3 separate regions of the Drosophila melanogaster genome follow, and regions 1 and 2 are each linked to region 3. The links are chromatin contacts, called in public Hi-C maps. All regions are on one chromosome and are shown on one strand. The core of a region is the stretch at or near the end of the contact, and the rest is flanking DNA. Distances in the headings are between cores, read along the strand shown.

Region 1 (4,636 bases), core at 1,108-3,607, 190 kb before region 3:
AAAGCCAACGTCAATCTTATTTATTGATTGGCTTTTAGTTTACGCAAAGATGGCAATTCGATTCGAACAGAAATCTGTGTGCGCAAAATAGATTGCAAGCTCAAAATTGGATTAATATAATGCCTTGAAACGATTTCAGTGACGCTTTATCTTGGTCAAAAATGTTGAAATGTTCATTTAACTATTTTGAAGTAGAGATTCTTGTTAGCTTTGTAGTTCTTCTTTTATTTAGCTGTGTAAGAACATGATATGTAGACTTACCATAGGGAAACCTTAACGAACCATTTTAATATGCTCTCGAGTAACCTCCACATTCCTACCACTTTTTACCACGCAATCGGAAAGTGCATCATCGAAGTGCATTAAAGACACACCGTAAATACGCATTTCCCGGAATTTTCATACGCATTTTTCCGGCATAATGAGCAGCGGACACAAGCGTATTGTCCGCAATCGAATACAATTGAGCAATGCGGACAGGCAAGGAAAGCGGGAAAGGGCAGTGGAAACTGAGACTTCGAACTTTGCAAACGTTAATTAATGAGAAAATGTATTTATTTGGCGGCGTTGCGAGTCAAAGAGAATTCCGTTCTGGAAACGTAGCCGAGGCGTTGCTAATGAGCATGTGACGTTTCGGGGGGCCTGTGTCTGTGTGTGTGTCAAGGGGCTTGACAGGTGGGCAGTGGAAGTTGGGCGGTCGTCCATATGCATTTCGCTTAATGTCAGTGCAATAATATTAAGACTTAATTAATTAAAAACTGCAAGGGTATGCCGGCCGCCCAGCATCTGCAGCAACGTTGGCAATTGTTTGCATTTAATGCCCCCGGCTCAGAGCCGTAAGTACCACCCCGTGCTCTTCCAAATGCACTCGAAAAAAAGGATACTCGAATGAATGCCTTCATAAAAATATCAGTTTAATTAAATTAAATATCTTGTAGCAAATATAAAAACTAGTTGTAACTTATAATTCCCTTATTTTTCCAAAAATTTCGCATTCAATCAAAATATTATAGCACAAGTTTTTAAGTCTTTTCTTGCTTTTTCGTCAGGTGTGGGGGTAAAATTAAAAGAAGTTTACGCAATGTTTGCATAAAATGCACGCAAAAATGTCCCGTCAGCTGCTGACCATCATTTTCCGTAGGTGTTCGACGGCGACTTGTTTTTTGTTGCCGTTTTAAGTGCTTGAAATCCGTTGTGTTGACTTTATTTACCCACGCACACCCGCCGTTTGTGACCCCGCTTTGTCTTTATTTTCCATCCCCGACGCACCGCCATACCTTGGCATGTGGACGATGCTCATGCTACTCCTCCGCCTCCTCCTTCGCTCTGCTCTGGACATGTGTATGGACAACATTTGACAACAGCGTGCTTGGCCATCGGATTCCGGAAGTGCCGGTGCCCTTATTCAGCGTTTATCCGGCCACGAAGCATGCAATTACGGCCCTCTGCCAAACGGTGCGCCAGGAAATACATTTTCTCAAATTAAATATTAAATTAACGGTAAGTTAAATGCAGTGCATACATGGCGCGCCTCATCCTCCATCTTAATCCTCGGGAAATGCGGCAAACATGACGCGTCTGCTCATTGGTTACCCTCTCCATTTTTATCCCTCCATTGCAGAGCATTTGCCCGGGCATGGTAGACACGGATTTCCTTAGTGTTTACTCGCAGGCGGTAGCCGAGCTGCCCAAACTGCAGGCAAGGGATGTGGCCAAGGCCGTGTTGTATGCGCTGAACACTCCCGATGGCGTCCAGGTGGAGGACATCATCCTGCAGCAGATGCGGAAGGTCGATTGAATTTTAGTTTGAATTTCAAGAGAATTACATTTTACCCAAAACGATATTATTTGTACATTTTGTATATGTTCTTCTATGTAATAAGAGAACAAATGTACATATTTTTAAATATAAAAAATTACATTATTGCATTTCAAGCAACTGTTTCGACACTTTATATTCTTTAAGATGTTATCTGTAGATAACATCTGTATTAACATCTTATTACAAATAACATAAAAATGCAATAAAACGATAATTAAACATTTATAATATTTTGCATATTCTCTAATCGATATAACATTAAATGCGTGTAAATAGTTTGGCAACATTATGAATGCATTTATACATTCATTCATTTGAATTGGAATTGCCCGCGCATGTAGTGGAGTTGCCACCTTGCGGTAGGGCTGCCAGATTGAGTCAAAAGACCAGGGCTGTACAGCTATCGCTAGCGAGTACAACAACCACTCTTGATTTGGCTCGCTTCGCTCTAGCAGAGTTATCCACCAAAACATCGATTACTCGTGCTACCCCCAAAATCGATGGTACGAAACAAACATCGATATTTCACAGCTTTCGCTTATTGGTCACACTGGGGCTTATGATTAAAAAAAACTGAACTGACTCCAATAAAAACGTGAGGTAGAAAAAGCGAATTAGGTTGACAATTAATACACACAGCAGACGCACGGTAACCAGCCGCCAATACCGATACGAACGCGCGGCGGCAACAGCAAGTGCGCAAGTAAAAGTCCATATCAAACGCAAGCTACCCGCAGCCGCGGGCAGTTAAATTCCGAAATGCGTCCACGTAGTGCAAAATCCGAATCTCAATTCGAATTCGAATCGGAAGTCCGGATGTCTGCGCCCTTTTTATGCTTTTTTCGAGGGTGCGGCTTAGATCGGCGTGCACCTGCCGTCCAAAGTGTGATTACGAAATGTGCTCCAACGTGAAATGATATTATAAAGTATAATATAATGCATGTTACCACGTAGTTGCACACAGACAGGCAGCACACGCACACACACGCGCACACCCAGTGCCACTCACACACACACACAGACAGTGAGCGAGCGAGAGGGCAGGAGGCAGAGAAAGAATGAAATAAAGAAAGTGCTGCCCAGTTGACAAAGAACAGGTTTTAACCTAATTAACTAAATAATGGGCCCAAGTGAATGTTTCGCCGCCAGGAGGAATTTGCTTCCTTATATCCGCAAGGTCCCCGCCGCTCGAGTGTGCGTGTTGTTGTATGTGTGTCAAGGTTCCGGAAGTTGAGCCGCCGTAAAATTGATTTCCTATACACCAAGCCGCTGTTGCTGCCGCTGCTGTTGTTCTTATTGTGTTTCTGTGGCTGGACATTGAACTTGAGTCGAAATGCGCACTAACCCATTATCCATGCCATATCTCTTTTCGATCCGGCAGCCGTCTAGCCCAGCAGCTCTCTTCCCCCCACAATAAACACACACAAGCTGCTCTTGGAGCCAATCACCCGCAACCGATAGCCACACGAAACCATCAGGATGTTCATCTGGGACTGGTTCACCGGAGTGCTGGGATACCTGGGTAAGCAACGTCGCCATTGCCGACCTTGTGCCTTGGGGCGGCGTTTCTTGAACGAGTGCCAACAAGGCAGCCGCACAAAAGAAACCCAAATTCGACGGCTGTACAGCGGAGGTCGTGGTGATAGCTCTAAACGTGCGATTATCTCGAAATCTAGAGGTTAAACTGTGTCTATAAGGTGTCGAAAGCTTATAACTTTCCATTAGGTCTCTCTATCACAACAAATGCGCGTTGAATATGCATTACTCTAGGGTGCATATACAATATACACTTCTGTAAAAGGTATTTTGATTGCATAGCCATGTACTCTTCAGCCACAATTATTTAAGCAGACATTTTTGATAGGGTTTTCCTCGCTTCCAGATGGCTGCTACACTTTTATTTGCTTTGTAATGCTAAAAGTTAAAATTATTCCATACGAAAAGTACTGTTCTACAGTGCAGGCCAAACTGATAGCAGTTGTTATAAGCGCATTTTTGTTATAGCTTGATCTTTAATCAGGTTAATGATAGCCGAACATTTTGGGTAGCAAAGGTAATAATTAGCCCGAAGTCCAAGAGCTATTGTCTCGACCTCAAATGTATATTCGGCTGTCTGTGGCTGGGCAAACACAAGTGAGCCGCCACTAGTGTTAGTTTAGCTGCGTATATTAATTGATGACGCGTAAGTCAAAAGGCTATTCAACACACTTTCTCGTTTTCAGGTCTGTGGAAAAAGTCTGGCAAATTATTGTTCCTGGGCCTGGATAATGCTGGCAAAACCACACTCTTGCATATGCTCAAAGATGATAAGCTGGCGCAGCATGTGCCCACACTGCATCCAAGTGAGTTTCCTTCATGGACTAAATAGTGGTTATGTGTGTGACTTTAATTAACTAATATGATTGACTTGCAGCATCCGAGGAGCTGTCCATCGGCAACATGCGCTTCACTACATTCGACTTGGGTGGCCACACTCAGGGTAAGTGCCTAATCTTGACCAGAGCTCAGGGGAATGTGAATGTGCATCCAAATCGTTGCTATTTTCCGTACGTGCCCACGACTAAATATAGACCAGTATGCAAATATCGCAGGGCTAAGCAAGCGCAGCCGCCAGATCCACGACAATCAGCATGAAATATAGCGCATCAGGTCACCCATACAGCCAGTGCGTCTTACACTCGTAGCATTTGTTGCGATCAATCAGCGCCACACACTCGAAGCAATGCCACCACAGTGGTCACAAGCAGCTCATCCAGAGATCTCAATTATCATCTTATCTCAACTGTGATTATGAAGACCTCAGAATACTAGAAT
Region 2 (4,357 bases), core at 20-2,519, 140 kb before region 3:
TCACCAGCTACGCCAAGCACCGTGTTTAGGTCATCTGTTCGGAAGCCGGAAATCCGCTTGGCCGTCCCATTGTCACCAAGGTCCTTGTTGTTAGCATTATTATTTTTGGGAACCGTCCGGCCCAACATCCGGCAAATACGTAGGAACCTTGTGTCGTTCTCGAATTCCGAGATCTTTACTCGATTCAAGGTGCTCCACTCGGCCAGTATGGAGACAATTCTGAGGGCATGCTTCCTCGAGAAGCCATTGTTGTTCTCCGTGATAGTTAGCAGTCCATTGACTGTCTTTGCGTTGATGATACGCTCATCGATCTTGCTGGAGGCTTGGCTTTTGCTCTCATCTTTGGGATCGTCGTTTCTAAGGGATTCGAAAGCAGCGGCTACCATGTGGCCTGCAATAAGGATGGAGTGAATACCAATTAGTAAGGAGGACAACAATTTTAGAATCTACCTACCCCTGGGCTTTTTGGCCGCCTCCTCCACAGCCGGCGCGCGTGCTTCCGGCTCCACTGCATCCGATTGTGCTCCAGTGGGCGCCACGGGAATGCCCGCTGCCCGGACACTGCTGCTGAAGGCTGCACGGCGGTACAACTGGGTGACAAAACTGCCGGCAAAACGTTGTAGTCCCAACATTTTCAGTCAATCCACACGCTGCAAGAGACCACAGAAGTTTACATAACCTTTTTGTTTACATTTTTAGCGGCCAGGAAGGGGCTTTACAAAGCATGCCAATGATATAGGCTTATATTCATGACTTGAACCGTCTTATTTCCCCTGATATCCTTCACGTTTCATTTAGTATTTTCATTTATTTTAGTAAACTTTCCTATTGAACGTTGAGAATCCACAGATGACAGCAGCGTTCAGCTGATGGTAGTGTAGGGTAAGACCCGTCGGCTCCATGCAAAGCTTTTGTAACACTGCGAGCTGTGCTGCCAACTCAGCATTTTCTAGCTAGATCTGGCGTTTTTTATTCCGGAACTTAGGTGTCATTGCATGTGCTTTCGGTTATTTGGTAAATGCTTCCAATTTTATTACTATGCCGATTTCTCTTTGTGCTTTATTAATAAGAAAACTAATGTTTTATTGAACTATTTCGGTTATTGGTAAATGGTTCCCATTTTATAACTATGCCGATTTCTCTTTGTGCTTTATTAATAAGAAAACTAATATTTTATTGAACTATTTGGAGCACAAATTTAAAAAGCTAATTTTCATTAATAACGGCTACAGCTATTTATCGGATTTAGCTACACTTGAACAGTGAGAGTTGGAAACACTGTTTGCAACACTGGACACGACAGCTCACCAAATATTAGCTGCTGTGATTTTGTTTTACAATTTTCGTTTAAATTTTTACATTTTTGTTTGCGGAAAGCGCGGGTGCGAGACAGGTGCGCCGTTTCCATGCAAAAGTGCAAATCGTCAGCTGCAAAACAGTCAGAAAACGGCACGCCAAGCGAAAACGAGTTCGACGTCTTGTTGTAGTTGGATTTTCCAGCCACTTTTCGACGAGATTGTGTGAAAAATTCCGTAGCATTCAATAGTCTCAAAATGGTGGATAAATTCATCAGCATGTGGAAAGTGCGCGAATTGGCGGACAAGGTGTAAGTGATCAGGAATATATAGGATATATCCATACGTATATGTAATGGGATGTGTGTATAACATTCCCTTAACGCCGAAGTGAATGTTAAGACTCCCACGCCCCAAGTTTTCTGATTTCCCGCCACGCCCCCAACTCCTCAAGGATTTCAAAAGCCCTATGTCATGCATAAATCCCTAATAATTCATAAAGATATCTTACTTATGGATCAACTGCATCGGGGTGCTGGATTAGGTTCACGTTTTTAACTGCTTTCAAGGTTGTTCGCCATTTCAAGAGAGCTTTACCAACACAGCCACATTCCGATATTGATATCCATGTGTATATGCGCCTGTGTGTGTGGGGCTTTATCAAGAAACAATTTGTTTGCTTTCGACTGCCCAAATATAACAATTTTTTCACCTGTGTTAACAGCTCCACTTCCAGGCTTTCCAGTGAAATGGGTGTTTCTCTTTCCCCCATCGAATTATTAATTATGGGTGTCCCCTTTCACCTGCGCCTTTTATGGGGTAGTTATTTCTAAAAGCGAGCCTATAGTTCGAATAAATAATGGTGGCTCGATAGCCAACACCGAACTCATTAGGTTAAGTGCGCGGGTACACCTTTCCTAGGGCTTATCTCGAACTGATAAGGAACACCTAGATGGCCCATTTGCGACAATTGGCCCACTTCCATCACGTTTCGAACGTCTATCAACGTCGCAGCCAAGCCATGCGTATTACTTATTTATCTGCATCTTTGCATTGTATATCCATATCGTCACACAACGTTTACTTAAAAATACCAGTTCTGATTAACTGGCCCTCTATCTATTTGATTATCTATTCAATTGAGTTTACGGAATGTCCCAGTCAATATGCCTTTTTTCTTTACTTAAGTATATATCAATTATTTAAGGAAACAAGCTCGGATTAAGATTTGTATTTACATATGTACAAAAGTTCTACGACTAACATCGTGAATAGTTAATAGTTACTTTAAAATAAAACAATGACTTCGTTCCCACTTGCAGCACCAATGTCGTGATGAATTACACGGAAACGGAGGGCAAGGTGCGGGAGGCCACCAACGATGATCCTTGGGGGCCTACAGGACCCCTCATGCAGGAATTGGCCTATTCCACCTTCTCATACGAAACATTCCCGGAGGTGATGTCCATGCTGTGGAAGCGCATGCTGCAGGACAATAAAACCAACTGGCGACGCACGTACAAGGTAACGTTTTCAGTTTAAACTAATAAATATAGAGCTAACGAGTATATATTTACTTACAGAGCCTCCTTCTGCTAAACTATTTGGTGCGAAACGGCTCTGAACGGGTGGTAACCTCCTCTCGGGAGCACATCTACGATCTGCGCTCGCTGGAGAACTATACATTCACCGACGAGGGCGGCAAGGATCAGGGTATTAATGTTAGGCATAAGGTACGAGAGCTTATAGACTTTATTCAGGATGATGATCGTTTGCGCGAGGAGCGCAAAAAGGCGAAGAAGAACAAGGACAAGTACATCGGCATGAGCAGCGACGCCATGGGCATGCGAAGCGGTGGCTACAGCGGCTATAGCGGTGGATCTGGAGGAGGCGGCGGTGGCAGCGGTGGCTACAATGATGGCGACTATCGCTCTAGTCGTGGAGACAATTGGTGTAAGTAAGAAATTTTTATTTTTTTAAGATTTTTGTTCAAATTCTCTATATGTAATATTAATATTGATGATTTTTCTTCAGACTCCGACAAAAGCGCCGACAAGGATCGGTATGAGGATGATGATACTCACTACGATGGAGAGCGAGAGGGATCCGATAGCGACTCACCCAGTCCAAGGCAAGTTTTCACTTTTCCGATTAACCTGCTCTATATCCTAATGTACTCTTTTCTCCTCACAGACGTAACTATCGATACAATGACCGTGCGAGTCCTGCCGAAGTAGCCAGCGAGGCCAAACCTTCCAGCCTCAACATGAACATTCGTTCGAAGACCGTCAGTTCCCCTGTCTCCAAGCAGCCCACTTCAACGGCTTCTGCCAAGCCAGCGCTGTCCCAGAAGAAGATCGATCTGGGTGCGGCAGCAAACTTTGGAAAGCCAGCTCCTGGCGGTGCTGCTGGCATTCACTCACCAACTCACCGTGACACTCCCACCAGCGTGGACTTGATGGGCGGCGCTTCGCCATCGCCGTCTACTTCCAAGGCAAACAATAATACGCAAAGCAATAACAACGATCTGCTGGACGATCTGTTCAAGACCTGCTCGCCACCGCCGGGGCAGGAGAAGACGCTGAACAGTGCTGCCGTGATTGTGGATGACGATGATGACTTCAATCCGCGTGCCAGCGATGCTAGCCAGCAGGAATTCGGCGACTTCGCCTCTGCTTTCGGGCAGCCCTCGGCGGGATCGACGATCAGCGAGCCACCATCAACGGGCCTGGTTCCGGCTGCGAACGATGAGTTCGCCGACTTTGCGGCGTTCCAAGGCTCGACAACGTCGACATCTGCGCTGGACGGTAATTTGCTGAAGACTGCCACGCCGGCGAACGATTCGTTTGACCTGTTTAATTCAGCTCCCACCTCGACGGCAGCAGCCACAACGGCTACAGATCTCCTGGCAGGCCTGGGCGATCTGTCCATTCACCAAAGCATGCCCATGGGTGAGTTGTAGTTTGATTCTTGTAGCTTAACATATTATTAAATTTGAAATAGTTTTAAGATTAGAGTAATTGCATTGGCCTTAGTCACTTCATGATATATTTAGGTATCGC
Region 3 (4,580 bases), core at 1,738-4,237:
CTCATAAATACGCCAGCGCGCAAGGGACGAAGTGCCGGCTCCGAAAACTTGTCCCATAGCGAGACCACGATGGAGAGGATGCCCAGAATGCTAACAACGGATAGGTATATCACCTTTGGCTGGTAATGACAGTAGAAGCCATAGTACAGCCAAGGCACAAAGGAACCCATGATCAGCAGCGCAATTCCACAGTAGTCAAGTCTGTTGGTAAACAAAACAATTAACATAATATCCATTTAATTAGTCGAGGAATACTTACTTAGAAAACAGTCTTCCCATCTCTACAGAATGACAGCTCAGTGTGTGAAAAGCGAATGAGAATCCTAGGCACACAATCGCACCGATAAAGAAGGCGCCAAAAACGATCTTCTCCTGTGTCTGGATCTCAACCGAGGGACGCGAGATGAAGTATAATGCCACGCCGATGAAGGCGATGCAGCCAAGAAGATGTGTCCAGATGTTGCCCGTTTCCGTGTGCACGCGGAAAATTGATTTAAAGCACGCACGGAAAGAGGGGAGCGGTGGGCGATGGCCGCGGTGTAGGAAGTCGTTATCCTGCAGCCACTTGGGTAGATTTTTGTAGTGGCACACTTTCCAGCTAGCCTCCCAGACCTACGGATGAAATGGAAAAAAATAACATATCATTCTATAGATAAGACATTACGTTTGGTAACTATAAACAAACAACAACAACAAAAAATACAGTCCCAACACTTAATACTATTTATTGAAATAAAAACAAAAATACAAAAGCTACAATATTACAAATCTTGAAGAGTATCTTCCATTTAAGCCATTCTTCACTTGGCAGCATCACTTGGCTTACCTTGCGCACAAACTCCTCTGCCTGCTCGGCGGCATTGTGTGCCAATGCGCCCAAATCAATTTCATCGGAGAGAACTCCGGCCTTCAGCACTTCCGTCATCTGTGGAATAGAGTGATAAGACATTAAACAGCTCTCAAAACAAATATAAAAAGCTTAATAACAAAGAAAAACTAAGAGCAAATGGGACTAACGACTGCATTTTCAGCTTGCTCCTTGACTGTGTCAGGGTTTTGGGTTCTGTAAGTTTCTTGACTGAGATCCGGCTCCAGATCCGGGTTGACACGCACTATAACCTCCGGCTGGGTCTGCATCTTGAGCGGCTAACAGAGATTCGAACGGAACTAGAACTAAATGTGCGAGGCAATGAGCGATTGTACTGTGAAGCCTCTGCCAGTCGCATACTCAATTTGTTGGCGGAACAAGAAAGCACCGAATGCGTTCCGCGATAAGATAAGCTTGCCCGAAACTGACTCCGGGCATTATCAGCACCGCATCGACGTAAATTTGTGATTTTTTTCCAGCATCTGTCGTATAAAGGGCTATGCCAAAGCTTTTTGCGTTCAATCTAAGCCTGACCTTTAAAGCCGGTGATCAAACGGGCAGATTGTCTAGAGTATAAGGCTCAAAGTCAAGAAATTTTACTTGACACCTTTCGGACAGACATTAAAGGCAAGGAGAGATAAGAGGTATAACTTTCAAATGGCTATGGAATATGCTTTAAATTGAGCAATTGTATTTAGTGAGTCATAAAAATGGAGAAATGGCCACGATAAGGTTTAAGTACAATGGTTATGGTACATTTTGCATGTGGCAAATAGACATTGGCCAATGCAACATTTCGATTGATAAGACGCCCGACATTGAAATGACTGCCTGCGCAGAGGGAAAATTGCGACTAACAAGTGGCAGCCGATAACCACATGGTGGTAGGTCAGCGATAAGAGCTCCGCCACATGTTTTGACGATTGCATTTCGTACTTTTCCACCTGGTGGAAAATGGAAATAAAGGTTAATAGCCCCAACTCACCTCCGCCTCAATAAGCTGTGTGTCCTCCGGGGTCGAGGGGAGTGGACAACCGGCGTCATCCTCCTCGACCAACTCATCGTCGTACTCCAGAATGTCCAGATCATTGGGGCTAAGCGAGTCCTCCGGTCCCCAGCCACGTCGCTTGCGCAGGATCATCTGCACCTGCTCAAAGATATCCTCGTCTGAACCTTCTCTACGCAAGGTGGCCGTGGTGGTGGTCACCGCCTCGCCGGTAGCATGTCCTTCGGCGTCCATGCCGAAAGTGGCTCGAGCCTGGGTGGTTACCTCCACCTCGGCGGGATGGCTCCCGCCACTCACATCAGCCGCTGAGCCCTGTTGCTCGAGGAGATTAGTGGCCGAATCCATGGTCTTACGATCCCGCGGATTCGTTTTGCACTCCGCAAATAGTATTCTGTAAGAGAAATACGTTCTGTTCAATACGATACATACGAATTTAGTTGTTCGAAAGCAATGCTAAGCGTTTGTTAGCTCAACGCTAGCTCGTCTGGGAAATGCGATATTTGTTTATTTGTTTATTGGTCTGCTCCGATCGCATTGCTATATAGTATGGCGCGACCTTTGTTCCCCAGTAAATCGGTTGTACGTAGCACATAAGTCTGTATCTGGTAGCTTTGTGTGTTTTATCACTTAGGAAACTTAGCTGCCAATTACGTTTTTACATAAGATGGTGTTCAAATGCGAGTGGGATCCTCAGTGGGTTAAGGTGCAGTTGCTATTTCGGGGAAACCATTATATAGATAGCAAAGTGCATGGAAAATGCAGCCAGAAGGCCACGTGTGAGTGGAATACTACCAACTGGCTTAACCCCCACCTGCACTCCACTTGCGCAGTTCCCATTTTTTTTATACGAAGTTACAGAAAGTGTCACAACACAAACGAACGATTAATCACTCGATTTCACTGGCGTTTCGTTACTATTCACTTACCACTCGAAAGTCGCGCAGTTGGCGTGGCTTCGACGGCAGGCCCAGGAGTCAACACTGGCGCGAAAAACTATTTGCTGCACTTGCTTCAATTGCGTGCAATTGCAGTTTTTCATCTGTTTTCCCTTAATTTAATTTTTTCTGTGTTTTTTCCAGTGTGACTGCAAGCGCGATAGGGAAAATCACTAGCAATCATATGGGAACGGAGGAAATGCGGTCATACCTTGACGCAGCAGCTGTTAACGGCTGTTAACGCTACTTTGTAGTCACAGCTCTGTAAAACAATGTGGCAACTCTGCGCAGCGCCCGCCATATTTGAAAATGCTTGCCAGCAAATCGTATTGCTCCCGGTAAACAAGGTGCTTTCATTATTAGTCAACATTTTTGAGAGCTAACAACTTTTTATTGGCGATCAAAGGTGGTACTTCAACTGACCAAATATTGGATATTTGCGTAAATACCTAACAGGCATTTGTTTTTTTTTTCATGAGAAATTACCGTGACGAAATTACAAGACGTATATTATATGAATAGAAAATTTTCCTCTAGTCTGTAAACACTTCAGTAACAGAGAAATTGTTTTCAAAAAATGTTAAGGCATCTCATTAAAAAACATCAACAATGAACTCAACTTAAGCCTGGTAGTTATGAATTAGCATGTGTAGTTCCCCGATATTTAACCTACTTAAGTATGCACATATCTGCCATTCCTTGGACACTTTTGCAAAGACAACAAAGACAACATCACAGCTTACTTAAAATATATATATTTAAATTAATTAATTAAAGTAATACAAGAATGTCTAATTATAGCTTTTTTAGAAATAGCATTACGGTGTTATAAAAACCCACAAATGTAGGCAAATAACAATTCTAATAATAAAGAAACTTAATTGGGAAGACAAAATGGTGTTTGGCTAGTGAGGAAATATCACCAGCCTTGCAGGCCCAATAAAGATTCACTTGTTTGGCAAGCTCTTAATAGCGCAATTTAACTACGTTTTAATAGCGCCCTTAGAATATTTATTGCACATAAAGGCCAATATGTTTAGTCAAGAGTCATTCATCTTTGTTAAACAAATTCAATTTCAAACATAAGACTATAGAACTTGCTTTGCTCAGGGGCAGCCCATCAAGATGATATACCCTATTGACCAATCCAGGCCAATATCATCCATCAGCTCTCGGCGTTCTGACCAGCTACGTTAGAAACTCGGCCAAGGAGCAGATTTCGCACAGACCCCGACTAGCGGTATTAATCGACTGAATTAATACATTTAGTAGCGCTGAAGTTCAGGGTCATAATCACAAAAGAGAAGCGCCGATAATGCGAGCTGTTTCTGTTTGAATGACGAGCGCGCGACAAAAAATGCTAAACGGCCAATGTGCTTCAAATGGAAATGGAAATGCCAAAGACCCGGAAGGGTGGCGACCAACACAGCTGCAGTGCATCCAACTCGGCAAACATTTGCATATTTGACCGGGCACTTAGCACGTGGGTGGAGTACATGGATCACCATGGGTCACACAAATCACCTGGGAATCTGGGAGACTGGTGAGAGTAAGTGCGTGAAATTGACCCATTCATTGGACGGACAATCGCTTCCCATCGATCTGGAAATGTGTTAACTGCGCCCGTAAACCCTATTTGCGTAGTTAAATTAAGTGCCAGGTTATGGAGTTGGGGCGTGTCATCCCCCACATTGGCACATATATATATATATATATAAGCACTTATAACTATGCTGCCAATTGAGTTCGTCTCAATGACGTGACGGCGATA

The links. Hi-C and Micro-C count contacts between places; a contact is called where the count stands out from the background.
Region 1: a contact with region 3 is called in a Hi-C map of the Kc167 cell line, with 2.5 times the contacts expected there. A contact is called at or near these places in 2 of 107 Hi-C or Micro-C datasets (the Kc167 cell line and cellular blastoderm embryo).
Region 2: a contact with region 3 is called in a Hi-C map of the Kc167 cell line, with 2.3 times the contacts expected there. A contact is called at or near these places in 4 of 107 Hi-C or Micro-C datasets (the Kc167 cell line, the S2 cell line and embryo).

The regions. Positions count from the first base shown.
Region 1 is chr3R:22,354,328-22,358,963 of dm6, forward strand. Sar1 (Secretion-associated Ras-related 1) reads left to right here and starts at 2,358. Exons shown (of 6, transcript NM_170002.3): 1 at 2,358-2,471; 2 at 3,204-3,344; 3 at 4,045-4,164; 4 at 4,236-4,301. The coding sequence starts at 3,302. rdhB (retinol dehydrogenase B) reads left to right here. Exons shown (of 6, transcript NM_001275902.1): 5 at 1,365-1,500; 6 at 1,622-1,937. The coding sequence ends at 1,798.
Region 2 is chr3R:22,410,032-22,414,388 of dm6, forward strand. lqfR (liquid facets-Related) reads left to right here and starts at 1,270. Exons shown (of 6, transcript NM_170009.4): 1 at 1,270-1,606; 2 at 2,618-2,819; 3 at 2,879-3,248; 4 at 3,330-3,426; 5 at 3,489-4,246. The coding sequence starts at 1,554. CG13850 reads right to left here and starts at 884. Exons shown (of 7, transcript NM_142781.5): 1 at 826-884; 2 at 455-650; 3 at 1-391. The coding sequence starts at 632.
Region 3 is chr3R:22,544,859-22,549,438 of dm6, forward strand. AdipoR (Adiponectin receptor) reads right to left here and starts at 2,988. Exons shown (of 7, transcript NM_142804.3): 1 at 2,801-2,988; 2 at 1,854-2,265; 3 at 827-925; 4 at 260-612; 5 at 1-201. The coding sequence starts at 2,219.